Regions from separate parts of the Mus musculus genome. Here all the other regions are linked to region 3. The links are chromatin contacts, called in public Micro-C and promoter capture Hi-C maps. All regions are on one chromosome and are shown on one strand. The core of a region is the stretch at or near the end of the contact, and the rest is flanking DNA. Distances in the headings are between cores, read along the strand shown.

The links. Promoter capture Hi-C pulls out the DNA fragments that hold promoters and counts their contacts. Hi-C and Micro-C count contacts between places; a contact is called where the count stands out from the background.
Region 1: a contact with region 3 is called in a promoter capture Hi-C map of hippocampal neurons, with 9 times the contacts expected there. The contact joins the promoter of Lrrd1 here to the promoter of Cdk14 in region 3. A contact is called at or near these places in 2 of 39 promoter capture datasets (cranial neural crest and hippocampal neurons).
Region 2: a Micro-C map of embryonic stem cells shows a contact between it and region 3, with 5 times the contacts expected there. The contact joins the promoter of Krit1 here to the promoter of Cdk14 in region 3. A contact is called at or near these places in 1 of 39 promoter capture datasets (cranial neural crest) and 1 of 484 Hi-C or Micro-C datasets (embryonic stem cells).

What each region holds. Positions count from the first base shown.
Region 1 is chr5:3,841,794-3,846,655 of GRCm38.p6, forward strand. Lrrd1 (leucine rich repeats and death domain containing 1) reads left to right here and starts at 3,380. Exons shown (of 6, transcript NM_172879.3): 1 at 3,380-3,653. Krit1 (KRIT1, ankyrin repeat containing) reads left to right here. Exons shown (of 17, transcript NM_030675.3): 17 at 1-2,722.
Region 2 is chr5:3,801,744-3,806,181 of GRCm38.p6, forward strand. It overlaps Krit1 (KRIT1, ankyrin repeat containing), which reads left to right and starts at 1,422. Exons shown (of 17, transcript NM_030675.3): 1 at 1,422-1,740. Ankib1 (ankyrin repeat and IBR domain containing 1) reads right to left here and starts at 1,381. Exons shown (of 20, transcript NM_001289527.1): 1 at 854-1,381.
Region 3 is chr5:5,377,886-5,382,660 of GRCm38.p6, forward strand. Cdk14 (cyclin-dependent kinase 14) reads right to left here and starts at 2,366. Exons shown (of 15, transcript NM_011074.3): 1 at 2,150-2,366. The coding sequence starts at 2,240.

The DNA.
Region 1 (4,862 bases), core at 2,130-4,629, 1.5 Mb before region 3:
TTCCATTCCTATTTCTACTTTTACAGCACCTGTGATATAACACCTGACACCCCTTCAATAGTCCCTTTCTAGTGTCCTGGCTTGTACAGGCACTCCAAGTTAAACACAGTTCAGTCTATGATCCACAAATCAGAGAGAACATTTGGCATTTGTATTTTCTGGATGTGGGTTACTTCATGCAGTATAATTTTCCAGTTCCACTCATTAACCTTCAATTGTAATAATTTAACTCATTTTACAGATGAATAGAATTCCATTGTACATATGTATGTGTGTATGGGTGGGTAGGTGGACGGATGGGTGGATCTATAGCTAGATAACATTTTCATTTTCCTTCTATCTTTTGATGAACTGGTCCCATTTCCTGCATATTGTCAAGAGCAGCAATGAACAGGAATGGTCCCACATCTCTATGAGGCTTGAGAGCCCTGTGGGGTAAATGCCCAGGAGTGGGACGGCTACCACGTGGAGATTCTACTTTGAGCTTTGCAAAGAGCCTCCACACTGATCTCTCCAGAGGATGCACCAGTCGACACTCTCACCATCAATGAGATGTTCCTCTTCCTCTTACCAAAGTTTTCATTTTCATTTGCCAAGTGACTAACTGAACCTTTTTCTTAAATGTAATTTGTTATATGTGAGGGTTTTATATACAGTCAGTGTGCGTTGTAACAGTATCTATTAAAAGTCAATTAAGTTAATCTAAAATGCTAACCTAGCTACATAGCACATTTGACATGATTGCCCAGATGGGAAGGGAAAACATTGATTTACAATAACTTGTAACCCTTTTGGATTCTGAAAATGTTCATATATCTATCGATGTGGAACTTGTTAACGTGTTTAGCAGCCATACATATTTTTTCTTTTGAGAAATCTCTCTCTGTTCAGATCTATGACTCATTTTTAATTGAGCTACTTGTTTTCTTGGTGTTTTGTTTTTTGAGTTGAATACTTAATAGCAATCATGTTGGACATAGATCTAGCAAAGACTTGCTCTCATCTCCTAGCCTGGAGGCTACGTCTTCCCTTGATTGATCACTTCCTCTGCTGTACAGAAGCTCTCACTTTTTTCTTCAGTCGTTGGCCATATACCCTGAGCAACCAGAGCCCCACTGAGGAAAGTCCTTATCTATAGCTCTATCGTGTACAGAGTCCCTACTTTTTTTCCTAGTTTCAGATTGTCTGTGGCATTCTTCAGTCAATATGAAGCTGGGTTTTTTGTGCAGGGTTAGAAATAGTGAAGTCACTTCCGTCTAATGCATGTAGACATCAGTTTTCCCAACGCCATTCATTGAAGATGCCGTTTTCTTTTTTAAAAATTAAGTGGCTGTAATGGCGTGACTTATGTCTGGGTCTTCTCTTTCGCTGATTTAAATGCATTTTTATGCCAGTATCACAATTTTTTTTGGTTTTGCTTTTGTTTAGTGTGGGTTTTCAAGACAGGGTTTCTCTATGTCCTAGAACTCAGACTGGCCTCGAACTCAGAGAGCTTCCTTTTTCTGCTAGGATTAAAGATAGGTGTCACCATCACCTAGCACCATGCCATTTTGTATTAATGTGACTGCAGTATATCTTGAAACCAGATGTGGTGGTTTGAATGAAAATAGCCCCTTTGACTCACAAGTTTGAATGTTTGATTCCCAGTTGGTAAGGCTGTTTGGGAAGAATTAGGAGATAAATCCTTGTTGGAGGAGGTGTATGAGGCCCAGTCCCCTCTCTGCCTCCTGCTAATGAATCAGATGGAAGGTTCTCAGCTTACATATCATGTAAGCACATGCTAGTGGCCATGTCTGACCACCTGTTGCTGTTTCCTACCACAGTGGTCGTAGACTAACACCCTGTAACTGTTAGCAAGCCCCCAGTTAATGCTTTCTTTCATAAGTTGCCTTGATCATGGTATCTCTTCACTGTAGTAGAACAATAACTAAGACACTGGGTATGGTAATGCCTTCTGTATTATGTTTGCCTAGGACTGCTTTGGATATCTGTGATCTTTGTACTTCTATATCAATGTTAAGATTTTTGTTTTTCAGTTTCTGTGAGTATGGCATGAGAATTTTGATTGGAATAGCATTGGTCCTGTCTATTGCTTTTATTAGGATAGTTTCTTTCACAACTTTAAGTCTTATCCATTAGCATGGGATGTCTTTCAGTCTTTGTTTTCTTTGAACCTATGGGTTTTGGGATTGTTTGTTTACTGTTGTCAATTCCCTGATTTCTCTAAGTGTGCCATTGGTATGCAGTGGATTTTTATGTTAATCTTGTATACTGCTGCTTTGCTGAAAGTCTAGATCAGCTCTAGTTTCCTGATGATATGTTAGGGTTTCTTGTGTGTAGTATTGTATCACCAACTGACAGCGATACTTGACTTGTTTCCCAGTCCTATCTTTTTTATTTCCTTCTCTTTGTCATGTTGCTGTACCTTGAACACTATTTTAAATAGAAGTAGAGAATGGCCAGCCTCATATTGTCCCTGATTTTAATAGAATTGCCTCACGTTTTTCTCCATTGAGCATTTTATTGACTATGAGTCATATGTAGCTTTCATTGGATTGAAGTATACTCTCTACGGGGTTTCTCAAAGGATACATTTTCACTGTGAACTGTATTTACTCATAACTGCCCAAATTTCTTCAGTTGATGAGTGAGCAGACAAGTATATCCATATATGCAATAGGATGCTACTCAACAATAAACAATTGATGAACATTATATGAATATGACCACGAATATGAAGTTCCAGTTCACTGAAATAAGCCAGACTCAGAAGGTTAGCATTCCTTTTAGGGAACATTCTGGAAAAGATAAAACCACAGGGCAGACGGTATATAGCGGTTACTGGATGAAAGGATGGGTGTGGATAAACATGGGAACATAAAGGAGAAATGTAAAGAATGTGGGGGAAAGGGAAGAATATTCTCTGATGGTTGAAATAGCATGTGACAAAATTCAGTTGGATCAGAGTCTATACATAAATTTTAAACACATTTTTAAAAAAGAAGTAGTTTTTGTACAAGTTTGAAAACTTTTTTAAGGGGGGGGAGGGCTTAATAGAAATGTGTAAGTACCCAAATTTACTTAATGTCTAGTCAAAGAAAACTATTAGATAAGTGTGTGCTGTCCTGCCGCTCACCTCAAATTACCTAAATCGCTAGGCTGCAAGATCTCCTAAGGAGAGGACAGTCAACCAGCAAACTGCCCCACAGCTGGCCAGAGAAGGCTGCTGGGCAGCTGAATGACAGCAGGGCTCACCTAAAGCAACCCTTGCGACCAAAGCCAGCTCATAAACGCCAGAGGGAGGCGGGACACAACGGAGCCTGCGCAACCACCATCGCCACAATCACAGACATTCGCGCGCGGGCGTGCCCCCTGCCCACTTCGGAGAGCCACAGAGAGGCTCCACGGGACTGATCTAAGGACTGCTAAGCCCAGGCTAGGTTCTTTTCCCGCCTCCGCATCCCGCATCTCGGGCATCTCGCAACAACTGTAGAGGTGCGCATCCCCCTCCCTTCATGCTCCCAGCCCACCGCTTCTAGCATTTGCATTCTGTCCCAGGCTGCTTTAGCCTCCGCTCAGCGTTCTTCTCCCTACACCGGTCGAAGCATTGAAAAAGTCTTGTAGTTACCTGGATGGCCACATCGTTCAGATAGGTAACAAATTACCGTGTATCCTCAACTCTACTAATACTTGTTTAAAAAAAAAATAGTTTGATTTCGTTTTTGCTTATCTAATTGGCAATGTGTTTTTAAATAGAACTTAATGCTCATGAGAACGGAGATTTTTCTCAAAAACATTTTTTAGAGTGTTATTTATATATTTCAGCCTTTACAACATTTGTGGGACAGAGTACATGTGCGCGCGGGAAGGGGTGCACGGGGAAAGAGGACTCACATATGGAGGTCAGAGGACAAGTTGTTGGAGTCCTCTTTGACCTTCTGCTTCCACCGTGTGGGTCCCAGACATCAAACTCCTGTTGTCAGCCTTGGCAGCAAACGCCTTTCGCAGTCAAGCCATCTCACTGGGTAATTGATAGCAACTCCGGCAGTGGAATACTTTGAGGGCTAGGCTGGTAAAGCTTGTTTTTCAGATACCTGTTTTCAAATAAGTTCACTGGTTCACTACCATGAAGATGTTAACAGTCTACACTACTCAGTAACGTAGTCACCGGAAATACATACGGCTATGACTAGGGAGCTGCCTTGTAATTTCACTTATTTTTCATTGGAAAAGATACATGTTGTTAGTGTTTACCATATTGGAAAATACCATATATTAAGGTCTTGATGTTATCTCTTTCTCCCTGTGGGGAGAAGGCATGTAATATCACCAACTATTACTTCTAAGAAGCTGTATAAGACATCATACTTGCTTTTCCAGTACCTAATTTTCCTTTGGGGTGTCCTATCCCTCTATACCAGTGATTCTTAGCCTTTGTGTTGGGATCTCTTTAGGGGTCAAATGAACCTTTTACAGAGATCACCTAAGATCATTGGAAAACAGTCTTTTACATTTCAGTTCATAACAGTAGCAAAATTGCAGTTATGAGTAGCCTCAAAAATAATTTTATAGTTGGGATCACCCCAACGTGAGGAACTGTATATAGTAAAGCGTCTCAGTAGGAAGGGTGAGACCACTGCTCTATACTACAGCGTCCATAGCATTTGTGATTTAGGGGAGGCAGATGCTACCTCAGGCTTAGGCTCAACCATGCATGTGGATTGAAAAAGCATTCTTGGAGTTCCAGGCCACAGTCATGGATTCAGTCTTGGACATGTGAACTTGGACAGTGGAAAGGAAGCTTTGGTCTCGGGCTCACTTATCCTCACTCTGAAACACTACAGTCCTCGTTTTTTTAAAAA
Region 2 (4,438 bases), core at 172-2,671, 1.6 Mb before region 3:
GTCTAATCACTGACAGTATTAAAATTATATTTTAATCTAATTTCTGGAAAGTTCTGCAAAAGCAACCTAAAAATGCAAACTAAAATTTAACGAGAAACAGCCTAGTCAAACAGTAATCAAAACAGTAAGAAATTAACAGCATCCAAAGTACACTATCTAAAACTCCAGATGTTTTCACATTTGGTCTTCACATTTACTAGTAAACCTGAATGGGTCTTTCAATCCAAAGATTTTTCAACATGCCGTTCCATAAGAATGACGCTTGTGAGAATAAAAACTCTTCAAGACCTGCTTCATTACAGCTGTAGCTTCAATTACCTCCGACTCAAACATCAATGTACGAACAGTTCACACATACGTAGAGGAATGAGGGTACAGAGGAGCGTTCATTCTTTTGTTTGGGTGGCAAAAGCAACACAAATAAAGGTTCAGTGGTGCCATCTGCACCTATCCCCACCCATGACAGTCCTACAGAGCACTTTTAACCTAGTCGCTCCTCACTATTTCAGGTCCACGGAGTTAGTGGAATCCAAGGCTTTCCAGGTCCCAACAAGGGTTGCGGAGACTGTGAGGTCCGGGGTTCTACAGAAAATGAAGGAGGGCACGAATCTTTTGAGGACAGAGGGACAAGGCTATGTAGACGTGTGTGGAGGATGGGACGCGCCGCGGAAACCGGGAGGCTTGCAAATTCGCGAGCGCGAGAAACCCCGTAGGGCAGACAGGATGCTGTGCTCCTTCGGGGACGGGGAGAGAAGGGGTGACAGGGCAACCCTCGCAAGAGACGCGGAAGGGCGTGAACTAGGCAGGCTCGAGACTGCCTCGGCCAGAGCCGAGCCGCGAAGCAGAAACTTACGGTTACTTCTCCCGGCCGGGACCGGGCTCGCGTCGATTCCCCCCAGATCTGCAGGTCTTCCTCTGTCGCGGCCACCTGGCTCTCGCGCCGAGCGGGTGACCTCTCGGGTCCACTCGGCGCCCCACCCACCCGCCGGCGGCGGCGGCTGCGGGAGCCGGAGGATGCGCGCTGGAGGCCCGCGGGAAGCGCTGCGCGAGCCCGACGCGCCCGGCGAGCTCACACTGGGCGGGCGCCCCCCATCTTCTCCCGCTGCGCGCCGCCGCTCTCAGGCTATGGAGGAGGGGGGCGGTGGCGCCTGCCTCCGCCGCTCGCTCAAGTCCAGCGCATGGTCGTGCCGCGTGCGCACGCAGCCGCGGAGGCCGACCTCCCTTCCCCGACCCCCGTCCTTGCTATAGCTAGCGTCGGGCTCGGCTGCCGCCAAACCCCGCGAGCTCACGGTCGCCCGCTCCCAGACAGCTGCGGCCGCCGCGCGAAGTGGCACGGACCGGCACGAACGGCGGCTCCCCGCGGGCCGACCCGGAAGCTTTTTCAGCCGCAAACCTGAAGCGGCCTTGGGGGCGTAACCCCGGAAGTTATTGCCCGGCGCCGGTAGCGGTGGGATGGCGAGCTGAGGCCTTTGGGAGCCCGAAGCTGGTGGAGAGGCTGAAGGGTTCCTGGAGCCGAGGGAGAGGAAGGACGGTGGGGAACAGGTGCCCTGAGACCCGAACTCGCGGGGCGGCTTTTGGTGACAATCCAGGGGCTTCCTGCCACAGGAAGTTGGGGTGGGCCTCCTAGATAGGCAGAAGGAATGAGAAAACGGTGACGGGCTGGCTCCGCCATCCTTCGACTGCCGCCCCACCCACTGACTTGGATGTAGCGGCTCGGGAGAGGATCCGCCGCCCGCCCGGGTGAGTCTTTCCCGTTTCCTTGGCGGAAACAAGGAAAGCAAGGCAAGAAGAGCCAGACGCCGGCTGGAGCCAACGGCAGGAGCACCGAAGCTCGCCCACGAGGCTCTGCATCAAGGCGTGTTGTTTCTTACACGCCGGTACCGAAAAGTCACCGGCGTCTCTTGGGTGGGAACTTTTGGAGCAAAAGCAGCTTTGCATTTTTCCCGGTAGGGGAGCACTGGTGGGTGGTGCCAAGGGAAAGACTTCCCAGGCAGTGTTGTCATTGCCAGGACAGTGACAGCTTATCGATTGTAGCTGTCTTCTCCCATCTATCCGAGTTCTTCCTTTATGTCTCCTTTTGGCTTGCACTCTCTGCTCTCTCCTCCCCTCGGTCTTTGTAACTTCACCAGAAGCCTTGATGTGGTTGGCCGACCTCAAGATTTCAGCTCCATTCCTGTCCTGCTCTCTCAGGGAACTTAGCGTGTCTTTATTGTAAACAAACTCACTGACCCACAAAGGAGTAATTACCCCTGCTGTGGGCACTAAGTGAAAATTGTATGCCTCTCCTTTGTCAATCATAATGAAAATCAACAATATCCCTGCATATTTTTTAAAAAAATCGCAGACAGCCCTCCAAGTTATGAACCATCTCCACTTACATAAGTCCTCATTTTTTAGGCAGCATATCATTCATGCCTGAGCATTTCTCCAGTGCAGTGAGCCATATAGCATATTAGCAATGGCTTTATTTATTTTTATTCTTTTGACTAGTTCTCTCTTCCTGTCGGTTTCAGTTGCACCAGCTTCACCTTCATCGCTGGTAGCTTTTGTTGTTTTCCTGGCTTCAACCTTTGTTTCCTTTTATGTCATTGGAAGACTATTTTAAGTGCTCCAGTACAAATACTTTTTTAAAAATAAACTTAAAATAAAAAAAAAAAGAATTTTTGCGAATATGTTGCTAGCAGTAAGTTTGTTTTATATATTTAAAATATGAGTATTTAAAATATATAATGAGTATTCACAAATGAAACACTTTGCTAATAGACGTTTTCTTATGAATTGATTGAGATAAGAATTGGTTTACTTTAAATTCTGTGCAGAAAGTTAACTACTTAGTTTCTCCTTTAGGTACTTTATAGAAAGCATCATTTTCTATAGTTGCCATGTTCTTTGTACAGTGTCTATAATACAGTGTCTTTTTAAGAGGTTTGCAGTTTTTAAGGCTTTCATACATATGTATATATCTTGTTTATAGTTTATTATGTTTTAGTCGGTGTTAATCTGAGATGAAAAGCAGTTGCTAAACAGGAAGTTTTAAGAAAAGCCTTTTTTTTTCTATAGGCAGCTCTTTTGCATGTAGTGGATTTTTAGAATGTTCTTATTAAAATTTTTTTATCTAAAAAAAAATTCCATGAACTATCCTCAAAACTTTAAACAAGATGAAATGTCTTCATCCTAATGTTTCATTCAAACGTCTTCAAGGAAAGACCTTTAGTTTCGGCTGTCCCTGTCTCTGTTGCCTGGCTTTGGGACCCTTCCCCCTAACTAGGCTGCCTCTTCCAGCTCAATAGGAGAAGATGCACATAATCTTACTGAAATTTGACTTGAAGGCTGGTTGATAGCCTTGGGATGTCTCCCTCCCCTTTTCTGAAGAGAAAAGGAGAGTCTTAGGGGAGAGGAGGGAGGGGAAACCTTAGTTGAGATGTAACATAACTAAATAAATAATTGAAAAAAAGAAATACCTTTAGTTTCTTTGGTACAAAATCAGTGAAAACTTTGTAACTAAAAAAACGTTTTATTAAGACAAATGTTTGTGAAATAATACTTGTTAAGCTTTTAGACTAAATTTTATTTAAGATGCCAGAAGTTATTGAATTTTAAAAAGAATTTCATTTTAATGAAACTTTCAAAAATAAGGCATTTTTAAATTTTAGGAAAGTGAGTCAGGGTGTCAGAGTGACATCAGTTGCCTCTCAGAAAACAGAATAAAAATGTATATCCTCTCAAGGAACATTTTCAGCCCTTTCTTGAAAGTGCTCTTTTTCTCTTTTTTCTCTCCTAGGAGTTGAAGCAGTAAGGGACTCATTAAATATGAAAAAAACATTTTAATGCCTAATGGACCTTTTAAAAAATTGAAGAGAGTTCATGTAAATGTAACTAGAAAAGAAACTCTATGGTTGATGTTCTTTTCGAGACTTACTGGCATATAACTCAGAGAACCTTTAAAGGCCAAAAAGATGAACATATTCAATCCAAGAGAACCTTTTTAGTATAGCTGTGAAGAAGTAATTGCACTGACCACGAGAACATTCAGCAGTCACATATACAGCTGAAATTCAGTTATTTTTTCCAAAATTGCTCAGTGAAGACTTAGAAATAGTTTTGGGGGGTAGGGAGGATTACATTCATCAATATATTGAATATATTTCAAAGAGCAACTTTGGATTATCTAGAGGTTTGATAACACAGACAGAAAGGATTTCTTTTGTCAACTAACCAACTGGTTTCAATCTACAATGGGCATCTCCAAAGGTTATAGAACCTAGCTGAGGTCATCCAAATGATTAAGTCAAATATTTTTTTTTTTTTTTTTTTTTTGCTGAAAGCTATAAAGTGTCAGTAGGTATAAAGTAGCCAGCTACTCCCAGATTCTAAACTTCACATTTGTTTGTATAATGTGTAGGAAATAAGAGTGCATTATTCTGAACCACTATTTCAA
Region 3 (4,775 bases), core at 1,116-3,615:
AGTATGATCTGATCCCTAATAATGACAACACGTTGCAAACATTTATTGAGTCCTCATTGCATGCCACACAAGACACTGCGTCATCATTTCACCAAGTGGGGAAAAAACCCACAGACCACATCCCTTGCTTATAAACTATATGAACCCATAGAAAAATCTCATTGCATTGTCTCTCGGTCCTCAAAAACATCCTTCAGTCAGCAAACTGAGTTCACTGCCTCTGAGTGTGAGGGAAAACATAGAAGATGACTTTTTCAGTAGTGCTCTTTCTAATAAATATCCTGGGTTTGGTGCATACACAACAAAAATCACTTAAAAATGTCAATAATTTCTTTCACAATGTACCACAGTAAGATCTGCTCTTCTGAGTCCTCTTTCAATAAAGACATTATCAGCTTTCTTTACTGAGCTGTACTGTTTCCTAGAGAATGGACATAAAGGCCACATAATCATACCAGGCATTGGTGAGGAGCGTTAGACTCAGAAGGGAGCTCTCACACGACTAAAGCCGAGGAATCCAGGAAGCCCAATTAACTATAATATCTACTGCCAACACTGCAGTTAATCCAAACAGTACTGATTGGCCATCAAACCCTAAAATTATTTAAACATACAGGATTTTTATATTATTACCCTTGGTTTCTTACTGAGACTCAACTGCAATGAATTATTTAACACAAAACTGGAGGGGCTCCAACGGAATCATTAGCATTAGTAACTATCTAGCTAATGTGCTTTAGAACAGGCCCTAATGGACTCCAGAACCCGCCTGGGTGGTGTTTTGGGTCCAGCCCTGAAACATCCTTGTTAATAATGCACAGACTCCACACCTCACTCTCACACTCCTCTTGGCTTCAAACTTCACTTGAATGTAGGACTCCACACTCACAGGCCTAACTCAGAAAAATGAGTCTGTGTACATTCAACGCATGTAATAAGTAAAGGCACGACTAATATGACTTCTGCACATGATTTACAGTGTTCTCAGGAAAAGCAAAGTGTCAAACAAAATTGATAATAATAATAATAATAATAATAATAATAATAAGCTTGACTAAATATTTATCCATGTTTTCATAGTTCATTGTCCATACATGCAAACTGTCTTCAGACTGCAGACACTCACTGGCACATCAGGGCTTTAAGGAATTAGCTTATGATTAATTAATTAACTTTCACTAACATAACAGGTGAGCCAAAGGCCAGAAGGTATGCTGGGACACTCCCATGTGTTGGCTTGGGGCTTATAGGATTCCCTTGCTTTGCACAGTTACCTGTATCAAAGAAAGTTAAGGACCAAAGTTTAGGTAGCAGCTATGCCTCCAGGTTTACAGGCACTTTCTGCCACCAACACTCAAGATTCAACAAACCCATTCCACCGGACACAGCTGTCATCTTGCTGCAGCCTATAGCATGTATTCATTAAGTATCCTAAACATTCCTTGAGCGTTTTGTTTTGTTTTGTTTTGTTAATGCTGTGTGTTTATGCTCTGTTAAGTTGGTTGATTTTTTTTTTAAAGAAGACAATAGCCTCTGGACTGCACTAATGGAGCAAGTTCAGGAGACATATTCATAAATGTCTCCACAACTTCACAGCTCACCCTTCACCACAGCAGCTGGAAGGTTTCAAGACCTACAAACCGAACACCCAAACCTCCAATTATAGGACCCGGAGTACGGAACAAAAGGTCCCAAGGTATCTGTCCCACTTCCTCTAGGTTGAGTACATTAAACAACATCAGGCACATGTCAACGTTTCAACAATTCCCAAAGCTAAATTATTGGCTAAGCACTTAAAACCAACTCGCTTTAAGTAACCTAGGTGGCCACAGAAACCCGATGGCGGTGGGGACCGGGTGTTCCCTCTCCGGTTCACTGCGGGCGCCAAAGATACTATTGGCGGGGAGGAGGAACTCAAATTGGAGGCTTAAGACAGTCCACGAACGAAGCCCAGGTCCTGGGGGCAGAGGGATGGCCCTCCAGCTGGTCCCTGCCCTAGCCTGGAGTCCTCTCCTTCATCCCTGGTTCGCAGCTCACCCCGAGGTGGCAGCCGCCTGGTTGGTGCCCGGAGCACGGAGTGGGCGCGGGGACTGAGGGAGCGAGCCCCGGGATCGCCCGCAGGACACTGGGGACAGTCGACTACACTCACCGATGCGGCTGAAACTCTCGGACAAAGTTCTCCTCAACTTCTTCATCTTGCCGATCTTCTCGGCCGGCTGCGGTTCAATGAGGTCGCACATCTGGGCGGCGTAGGGCCCCGGCAACTTCGCGAAACTGGTCCAGCGCAGCGCAGCGCAGCGCAGACAACGGCGGGCGAGGGCGCGCGGCGCGGGGAAGGCGGCGCCTCGTCCTGCTCCTCCGCCTCCGCCTCCTCGCGGGCCGCGGGCGACGCGCAGCGCTCGCCAGGCTGCGGGGCTCGGGCCTGGGCCGAGGCTGGGCGCGCGGGGGCGTCTTACGTGGTGCCGGGGGCTGCCGCCATCCCCGCCGCCCGGGGGCCCCCGCGCTGCGCGGCCGCCCGCCGCATTTTCCCTCCTTTGTAAGCAAGAGCCGCGCGGCCGCGGCCGGAGATGGGGGTCCGCGGACGAGGAGGCGCAGGCGGCTGCGGACCGGGCGAGCGGGACAAGTTCCCCAGCCCGAGGGGCGGCGCTGCACGGAGACCTGCGACTGCCCTCGCCGGAGGCCTGGCGCCCGGGACCCCCGCGCGACCCCGCGCCGCGCTCCGGCTCCGAATCCGACTCCGACTCCCAGGCCTCCGCCGCCCTCCCGGACCCGCCGCGCCCGGGCGGCGCCCCCTCCCGGCCGCCCGCGCTCCGCCCGCCGCGGCCGCGCTCCTTCCGCGCGCTCCGGGACCGCAGCCCGCAGGCGGGCCAGTCCACCCGGTGCGGTCCGTGTTGGCCCACGACCCGGAAATGTTGGGGAGTGTCCGACGAGGTGCTCGAAGACCTTGGGGACGCATTCGGGTTTAGGATAGACTTTATGGCGTGGGGTGGTTGGTTTTAATTTGCAGGGAAAGTGGGTGCTCCAAAGGGCAGGAGAGGCCCCATTTTATTGGGGTACAGTGCAAAAGCTGAAAATGCTCCCCACCCCGGAACTTCTAGAAGTCAGGGCACCTGCGTTTTGCCTCAGCCCTGTCTCTGGGTGACAGGAATGTCACTGTGGGTGACTCCTCAGCAGGATACTCTGGTCATCGGTAAACTTACAACCTATTGTCACCTCCTTTCCCCACTTCAGTGAATGAACTTGAAAAGGATCTTAAGAGTGGCTTTTTTAAAAAGCCCCGGGACAAACAGTTCCGGCAGAAAACAGTCTTTTTTTTTTTCTAATAAATGAGGTGCTCCAAACGTCAGTCTCCCAGGGGAGGGTGAAGGAAGATGGGGGTTGGCCTGGTGTACTGATTATGGGCCAGCAAAGTCCTTATGAAAGAAACGTTAGTGATCTTGAGTCATCTGGCTGGGTAAGTAATAGGAGCTTTTGTGGGTGTGACAATGCTGTTTAGTTTAAAGGAAGTTTTGGGGAGTTTGTGTTTTGTCGAAAGATGTTTATCTTAAAACAAAAACTAGCCCCCTGCCTTCCTTAAATTGTGAGGTAGAACACTGATTTGTTCTGCCCTGTGCTGAGCACATTACAGGGTTTTGGTAGATTGCCACTGATAAAAAGCTGCTAGCTAGTCAAGCCAAGCCCCTAACAGGAGAGAGCCAGGAATCCATAGCAAAGTCAAGAGAGTTTAAACGCAGGGATGTTGGGTCCTGACAGCCATATCTCAGTAATTACAGAAAGCACCAACTGTGGCTTCATGCAGGAAAAAAAGTTTTATTGACATTTACCACTTGGTCAGACTAATTAGAAAATTAGCAGTTACAACTGAACTCACAGAGAGAGAAACAGAGACAGAGTGAGACACAGAGACACAGAGAGATAGAGACAAAGAGAAAAAAGAGACGGAGAGAGATCCAAACACTGATGCCTTCTTCCAGTCAACAAAGTTGAAAAAATAGCTAATGATAAAACCTTAGAGCGCTATGTATCTGCAGCTGTACTGCTGTCTCCTTTAGAAATGTCTGATCTGAGTACAGAGAGACACAGGCCCAGTGTCGTGGCTCAGTAGTGAGTGTTTGCAGCCGGCATGCTTTGTGTACGTGTGCTGTGCGTGTACCTGCACGTGCATGGGTGTGATAGCCTTTGTGTACATGTGCTGTGCGTGTACCTGCACGTGCATGGGTGTGATAGCCTTTGTGTACATGTGCTGTGTATGTGTACCTACACGTGCATGGGTGTGATAGCCTTTGTGTACATGTGCTGTGCGTGTACCTGCACGTGCATGGGTGTGATAGCCTTTGTGTACATGTGCTGTGTATGTGTACCTACACGTGCATGGGTGTGATAGCCTTTGTGTACATGTGCTGTGCGTGTACCTGCACGTGCATGGGTGTGATAGCCTTTGTGTACATGTGCTGTGCATGTACCTGCACGTGCATGGGTGTGATAGCCTTTGTGTACATGTGCTGTGTGTGTACCTGCATGTGCATGGGTGTGATAGCCTTTGTGTATGTGTGCTGTGCATGTACCTGCACGTGCATGGGTGTGACATCCTTTTTACCTTCCCAATATTTCTAATATTCTAAACTTTGAAAAGCCAGTTTACAATCTATGCATACAAAGCTATTGTTTGTGACCGTTTTTTAAAATAACATGAACTTGTGTCACTATATCTAGGGTTAGTAGGGGAAAACATTTAATATTAAGCTGTGGCAAAATATGCAAAATATATATATACA